3 separate regions of the Gossypium raimondii genome follow, and regions 1 and 2 are each linked to region 3. A link is a contact called in public Hi-C data. All regions are on one chromosome and are shown on one strand. The core of a region is the stretch at or near the end of the contact, and the rest is flanking DNA. Distances in the headings are between cores, read along the strand shown.

Region 1 (2,700 bases), core at 182-2,681, 200 kb after region 3:
GTGAACACATGGTCTCTAACATATATAATTCTCAAAGCCAAAGACAAACCCACTTGCTTATAACTGACACCACCGCCCTTTCCCTTATTTGTTTAATCTTATTCTCTTTGTTTTTCTACTTTCAATGGATATCTCTCTCTCTCTCTCTCTCTCACACTACACTGCCATGAACTTTTTTTCTGGTCCACAAAATGAAAAAAAAAAATCTCTATACCCCAAAACCCAGGATGCACATTCCTTTACAACTCTTGTATTAAGGAAACTCTAACCTTTTACTCCTATGCTTAAGGTAGAAAACCTGCAAGGAAAGAGACATCATTTCTCGGTATGAGTTGAAGAAAACAACTTAGTGGACATGGAGCATCATTTTTTGGAGGTTTCTAAAAGGGAAAAGAATAAAAAATAAATAAAAATTTACTCAAATAATCAAGTCCAAGAATATTGCTCTAAAAGTGGAGAGCTGAAACGGGTAAATTGATCACAAATCAAAATTCAGGAAATAGTTTATACTTTCATCAAAATAAAGCACTAACAACTGAACCACAAAGAACATCTCCCCTTGGTTGTTTTAAAAGCAAAACAATGAGGGAACTTTATAAAGACTCGAAAACACAAAAAGTGGGATGATCAACAAGATCATATCTTCACTTGTGAAATTAATTCCTCTGAGGTAAAGAAAAAGAAGAAGAAAACCAAAAGAAAAAAGGACTAAAAATAAACCTCAAACTGAAAGAAAACAAAGTGGTTGATTCAACAATAGGCCACCTCAAAAAAACCATACAGAAGAAGAGGAGAAGATGTGGAGCATTAGAATCTAAGCATACCTTGGAGGGGTCACTAGAAAAGAGCCTTATATGTCCCAAAGCAGCTCCCTTTACTATTATTGCCCTTCCAAGTACCAAGAATCCAACATCAATATATCATTAACACTCAAAGAGTAAGCAGGATGTTAACTGTCCACTGCAGTGCATGAAGCAACCGCTATTACCCTTTTAGCCACAACACCAAATAAACACCAAAACGAAAAAACAAGAAAACCAAACCCCACATAGCATAAAAACTACCCGACCAAAAATCACATCAAAAAGAGGAGCTGGTCCTCATCTTTTGACACCCATCACTTCCCTCTATCCCTTCTATTTAACATTTTCCCACAAAAAGCCAAATCTCAGAATGTTCCCTCTCATCTCCTTTGAATCAGCACCACCACTCCCCACCGCCACCACTACAAAAATCCTTACCCTCTTATCCCACATATATTCTGATTTCAACCCCCACCAGGCCACCACGCTTCACTCCAAAAAAAAACCCCAAACACTCTATTTAAATATCTATTAAATAAAAACCCAAGCTTCACCACTCTTCCTTTTCGGGTTTTGCAAAAAAATATGTGAACTTCTTTATAATTAACCTTTGCAAAGCCAGAAACTTTGATTAAAGAAAAAACAAGGGGGACCCCCACCTCCACCAAAGTGATGAATTTCAATGGTTTTTTTGTATTTTGGTACTTGGATTCACTGTCTTACATTTTTAGTGTAAGTTTAAACAAACGGCACACACGATTAATGTAAAAATAACAATAATAATAAAATTAAAAAATTATATCAATATTATAAGGTAAAATAAAAATAAATTTACCACACTTAATTGTCTATCCAAACTTCTGACCTTAACTTGGTTTTAGTGTCCATGAATACCATCGCCTGTTTAACCCTATTGCATAACACCCCTTCCATCCCCCCATCTCTTACTTTGATAATAATGCCATCCATCTCATTTTTTTTTTCTTTATAGTTAGTTCCTTTGTCCAAAGCCCACTAACTTTAAAATATAAATATATATTGATTTTAGTATATATATATTACTATAAAAATCATAAAATATTTAAGCATGAAAATGACGTAACTTTAAGACGATACAAGGAAAAATAAGATTATAGACATTCAACGTCATTTTTAAAAGTAGTATAAAATAAAATATTTTGAAGTAAATTAAAATAAAATAGAAGTTAAATAATGATGGTAAAGACCTCTCTAGTCCCTTTAATTTTAATATTGAACAAATTGGTACCTCTCAAAAAATTAGAGTAATGTAATCGTTGTTAATTTTGAAAGTGAACAATTAAAGACACTTAATTAAGGTGTTTATGCTTTTCTCAATTTTAAATGAATTTGATTTGTATCATAACAAAGTTAGCCCTCATATTTTACACATTTTATCATTCGGTCATGATTTTAGTCTATAATATTTTTATAAATATGTAAATGTTAAGGCTAAATCTATTATATATTTTAAAATCAAGACTAAATTATTAAAATATGTAAATATTGCGAAATAAATTGACGAAAAGTATACATAATTGACGAAAGGAAATAACCATTTAATTAATTATTCTTCATTGTCATTTTCAAAATTAACTATATAAATTTTTTAGAGAGATTAATTTGGTTGATTTCGAAATAGACAACCATTGGAGAGTTTTTTTACCGAATATTATAGCAGCAGCTACATTTATTTTTTATTGTGATATTGTGGAATGGGCCTGGTCCCCTCTCAGGGTTTCACGTGGCTTTGTTCACCAAAAAAGACTACAAAATCGTAAGAAATTGTTTCTTACCGAAACACTTCTTTAACGTTTTTACTTAATAAGATTTAATAATAAAAAAATAAGAAGCCAGATATTAACTTCAAAAATAAAAT
Region 2 (2,700 bases), core at 164-2,663, 150 kb after region 3:
AGGGTGTGATATGGTGGCAGCTACTGCACTCCCTGTCGCTTTTCCAGAAAAGCTAAAGAGGAAATTAAAGATAAAATCATAAAAAAATAAAAAAATTATGGAGATCTAAAACAACAAAAAAAAAGAAAATCAAGAAGACAGAGTCTTTAAAAACAACAAAAACATTTTGAATGAACTTTTTTCTTCAAAGAAACGTCATGCTTCATCTAGAGTGAAAGAGAGAGCAAAGAGACGAAAAATGGAAACAAATAGAGAAGAAAAGGCTAACATGTAGTAACCAAAAAGAACCTTAAATATGGGTTGCATAATGCTTCCATGTTTTCTTTCCCTACCGTAACAAAAAACAAATTAGAAACTTTGCAATAATAATAATAAAGCACATAGAACTCCACGCATTAGTTATACTCCTTCTTCCTCGGGGTTGTCTTCATATGCTGAAGTCAATCATATTCTCTTCATTTTCAAGCTTAAATGTTGAAAAAGAAAAAAACTTCAAACTTTGATAGGATTAAGGGTTGGGGCTAGGCTTATCGAAATCAAGGGATAGTCTTGGGAGATCCACCGGTGGGTTCGATGTCCGAGGAAGCCAGTGGCGATGGTGGAATCGGTGGCGGATAGGGTTTACTGGAAAGGGAGATAAGATGGAAAGAAAGGAAGAAGAAGAAGAAGAAGAAGAAAAAGAAAAGAGAGAAAATAAAATAAGGAAAAAAAGAAAAGAAATAAAAAATATATTTTTGGTGAATATAAAAATATATTTTTTAAACACAGTTAAAGTGATATAACTTGATAATATTAATGATATTTTATAATAATGCAATAATGTTAGTAATATTTTTGTAAGTTTCGAAAATTCGATGATACAAATTAAAAATTAATTAAGATTTAGTGGGATATGGTGGAGTTTACGCTTTGTTATTATATCAATAATTAAAATGATGAAAATATTACGAGGATTAAATTATTTTGATAAGGATGATTTGAAGAAACTGAGAAAATATTTTTACCAAGTGGAAGAGAAATTAATCAAAAAGAAAACACTGAGCAGACCCCGCAGCCATAGCCGCCATTTCCACTTCCTCCCTTTTTTGTGATGATTAATAATATTCTTTTATTTACTGCTCCCATTTAAATTTTATTTATGACAACATTTGTCACTAGTCTTAAAAGTGGGAGAAAGGGAAGATACATGGACAGACAAAAGAGAAGACAGAAGAAGAGAAAGGGACTTCAAAGCACTGAATTATTAAAAACAAAAAGGAAAGTGTTTGAGATTCTATTCTAGAGAGACGGGGGGGGGGGGGGTGTAAATAAAAAGGCTTTTGTTTTTTTATAAAATAAAAATATTCCCCAATTCATTAGTATTTAAGAGGCAGCTTCAACCCGATTGTTTCTCCGTCGATGAACTTCTTCTCAGTATCTCCTCTTCCTCAAAAGCAAACCTAACATACAACAACCTCTGGTTTCCACAGACTTCCTAAGCTTTTTCTTCATTCGTGGTGTCTTGCAGAAGTGGTGTCCGTTGTTCTTTACTTGTGCAATTGAGAGTTAAAAAGGAAAAATCATGGGAGATGACAAGTGTGTTTTAGTAATAAGAGAGTTTGATCCGAGCAAGGATTTAACAAGTGTAGAAGAAGTTGAAAAAAGATGCGAGGTTGGTCCCAGCGGCAAACTCTCTCTCTTTACAGACCTCTTAGGCGACCCTATTTGCCGGGTCCGCCATTCCCCTGCTTTTCTCATGCTGGTACTGTATATGATATCCCTCCTCACTTTTGTCCCTTTTTTTAAAAAAAAATTTAATCTCCATTACTAAATTCCACTATTTATCTACGTATAATAAATACAGCCTTTAACATTACTATTTTCTGCATCTTTGTAAACAAGCAGGTGGCTGAGTTAAGCTCCACAAAAGAAATAGTTGGGATGATTCGAGGTTGCATTAAAACCGTTACATGCGGCAAAAAGCTTTATCGCAATGGCAAAAGCAATCATCCCACTAAACCCTTCCCTGTATACACCAAACTCGCTTACATTTTAGGCCTTCGGGTCTCCCCTTCCCACCGGTATTTACTATAAATGCCCCAACAGATCATTTTTAGTACGTTAATACATTAGTAAATGAATTATTTTGATTTCTTTGTTGGGTTTTTTATCCACAGGAGAATGGGAATTGGGTTAAAGCTGGTCCGTGGAATGGAAGATTGGTTTGTCCTAAACGGCGCTGAATATTCCTACTTAGCAACGGAAAACGACAACAAACCTTCTGTTAAGCTCTTCACTGATAAATGCGGTTACTCCAAGTTCCGTACTCCTTCTATTTTGGTTAACCCCGTTTTCGCACATCAACTCCCCGTTTCCAATCGGGTCACTCTAATCAAGCTTCCGCAGTCCGACGCTGAGTTGCTATACCGCCGCCGGTTCTCCACCACCGAGTTCTTCCCTCGCGACATTGACTCGGTTCTTAATAATAGACTTAACATTGGAACCTTTTTGGCCGTGCCACGTGGAGGATGTTACACGCAAAAATCTTGGCCCGGGTCGGATAAGTTTTTATCAGACCCGCCAGAGTCGTGGGCTGTTTTGAGTGTTTGGAATAGCAAGGACGTGTTTAGGCTGGAAGTTCGAGGGGCGTCGAGGATGACGAAGGCGTTGGCTAAAACGACAAGGATCGTGGACAAGTTATTGCCGTTTTTTAGATTACCC
Region 3 (2,700 bases), core at 120-2,619:
TTTGCAAATTAATCCCCAAAATAGCTTAATTATGCTATTACAATATCGGAAACATAAAAATTACTAAAAACGGGACAAGAATTCATACCTAATTAAGCCAAGAAAGCTTGCTTGAGCTCTTTTCTCTTACCAAGGGTTTCCATAAAAAATTTTGGGAAAGACGATGATAAATGATGATATTTTCTTTATTTAATCATTTATCATCTTTTAATATCTTTTATTTCCAATTTCATCCTTTTCTTTAATTAAATTTCCATGGATGAATCATCATCCTTATCTACTAATTTCTCTTAATGGTCTATTTGCTATATAAGGACCTCAAACTTTGAATTTCATAGCTATTTGATACTTATAGCTACTAGAAACCAACTTTTGCATTTCATGCAATTTGGTCCTTTTATCAATTAAACATGTAATCGGTAAAATTTTCTTAACAAAATTTTCATACGATTTTCTTATTATAATTCAAACCATAAAATAATATTAAAAAAAATTCTTTTCGGACTCAGATTTGTGGTCCCGAAACCATTGTTCCAATTTTACTAAAAACGGGCTGTTACAAGTTCCCTGAACTCTCGCACATACTCTCCAATTTTGCCTCGTTCCATTAACAGAGGAATTATTTTTTCATTAGGTAATCTAAACCCATATTACCGTAAAGTCGAGCTACAAAAGAATACTCTAATGTTACTGCATTCTTGACAACATGTCATTGTTTAGATCTCAATAAGTGAACCACCATTATGATATGTTAGGAAATTAAAAGTTTGATATACTTATTAATGTAGGATATGGTAGACTGTAGAAGATGATATTTTTTATTTTCTATGAAAAACTAACAAGTTTGATAGGTTATTTATATGTATTTTAAATTAAAGTTTTATTAGAATTTTTAAACTATTATTCAAAACTCGATATCAATGTATGTCTAGATAGTGTAATCATTTCAAAATAATTATCATGATTCCAATTCACAGTAAAAAAACTTAGCAATGTAAATAGTCTCACTAAACATAACACTTTTAGATGTTGAGAAATTCTTAAAGTTGTATTCTCAAAAATAATTTTGTATACAAATATTGTAATAAATAATAAATAATAAAAGAAGAACATTTTCATATAAACAAACCTAATAAAGAGCATGTAAATCTAATAAAATAATTAATTGATTATGAAAGATTAATGGGTTGGGTATTATCCGATGGTTCATCCGAATTGTGTTAGTCCGGACTTTCAGAACCATAAGCATAGGGATAGCAATTGACTAAACGGCGCGTTTGCTATTGTTGTGCATGTTGTTTTTTTTAAACAATTAAGTTAGAAAACGTTGTCGTTTAGTAAGAAAAGAAAAACCTGCCCTTCTTTTTCGTGAGAAGCCAAGCTGTAAATGGCCATAAGGTCCTTGAATTTCATAATAATCTCTCTTGACCACCATTATCATCACCAGCACCACCACCACCGCCACCACCGTCTTAGCCTCTCCCTCCTCTCCTCCTTAACTTCCGCTCTCTCTCTTCCCTCTCCCTATCTTCTCCGTGGAATCGTCTCCAAAACCTCATACTTTCCCTTCTCTCAACAACAACAGCAACACAAAAAAGGCCTTTGTTTAAAGGAGCTAAAAGAAGCCGAAACCCTGGCTCAAAAGATCGGAAAATCCAACAGGCGCCCTGGCGCCCCATCTAAATCTAGGGTTTACGCCGATGTCAACGTTATTCGTCCTAAAGAATATTGGGACTACGAGCTCCTCACTGTTCAATGGGGGTATTTTATTTTCCTTCCTATTCTCCCTTCTACCTACGAACCCTCTATTTTCCATATACGTATTGCTACCTGTAATTTGTTTTATTTTAATAGTTTGAAACTTTTATATTTAATGCAGTTTGGTTATTGGAAATTTGAATCTTAGGGTTTTTATTTTATATTGGCTGGAATGTTAGATTGAACTTAACTGGTTATTGGAAACATCGTAATGATTTGTTTAATTGATTGATTTGAGTATGGTTTTGGCAGCGAACAAGATGATTACGAGGTGGTGAGGAAAGTCGGGCGAGGGAAATACAGTGAGGTTTTCGAGGGGGTTCATATTACGGATAACGAGAAATGTGTTATCAAGATTCTCAAACCGGTCAAGAAGAAGAAGGTTTGTATTACTTAAATTTAATTGTGTTTAATGTAAGTTGGTTTAATTAAGAATGACTGTTTGGAATGCAGATTAAGAGGGAGATTAAAATACTGCAGAATCTTTGTGGAGGGCCGAATATTGTGAAGTTGCTGGATATAGTTAGGGATCAGCAGTCGAAGACTCCAAGTCTTATATTTGAATATGTGAATAATACGGATTTTAAAGTGCTTTATCCGACGCTGTCTGATTATGATATTCGATATTATATCTATGAACTTCTGAAGGCAAGTACATGATTTGCTAGTTGCTTTGTTTATTCAGAGATACTACTGACATTGAATTTGAAGTTGAAATGAGATGCATATTTGTAGGCATAAGGAGCCCTCGCTGCAATTATACATTATGTTCAACTAGTTCATGATGGGGGATGAGAGATGATTTCCTTTGGTTTTGGTACCTAGCCTCTAGTCAAAGAACTAGAAGTATATTTCTGTTGATTAAACTTCAAAATTAGATTAAATGTAGTCATTTATCCTATGTCAATGTTGTTCTCATAAATCAGGAAGGTATTGTTGTAT

Evidence for each region. A called contact is a pair of places that touch in the nucleus more often than the background predicts.
Region 1: a contact with region 3 is called in a Hi-C map of leaf, with 1.8 times the contacts expected there. The contact joins the promoter of LOC105804016 here to the promoter of LOC105804014 in region 3. A contact is called at or near these places in 2 of 2 Hi-C or Micro-C datasets (both in leaf).
Region 2: a Hi-C map of leaf shows a contact between it and region 3, with 2.6 times the contacts expected there. The contact joins the promoter of LOC105804015 here to the promoter of LOC105804014 in region 3. A contact is called at or near these places in 2 of 2 Hi-C or Micro-C datasets (both in leaf).

Annotation. Positions count from the first base shown.
Region 1 is chr11:37,156,187-37,158,886 of ASM2569854v1, reverse strand. It overlaps LOC105804016 (BTB/POZ domain-containing protein NPY4), which reads right to left and starts at 1,431. Exons shown (of 5, transcript XM_052623136.1): 1 at 825-1,431; 2 at 1-298.
Region 2 is chr11:37,198,193-37,200,892 of ASM2569854v1, reverse strand. It overlaps LOC105804015 (probable N-acetyltransferase HLS1), which reads left to right and starts at 1,413. Exons shown (of 3, transcript XM_012636491.2): 1 at 1,413-1,741; 2 at 1,885-2,060; 3 at 2,157-2,700. The coding sequence starts at 1,562.
Region 3 is chr11:37,352,376-37,355,075 of ASM2569854v1, reverse strand. LOC105804014 (casein kinase II subunit alpha) reads left to right here and starts at 1,369. Exons shown (of 10, transcript XM_012636490.2): 1 at 1,369-1,761; 2 at 2,011-2,140; 3 at 2,212-2,406. The coding sequence starts at 1,388.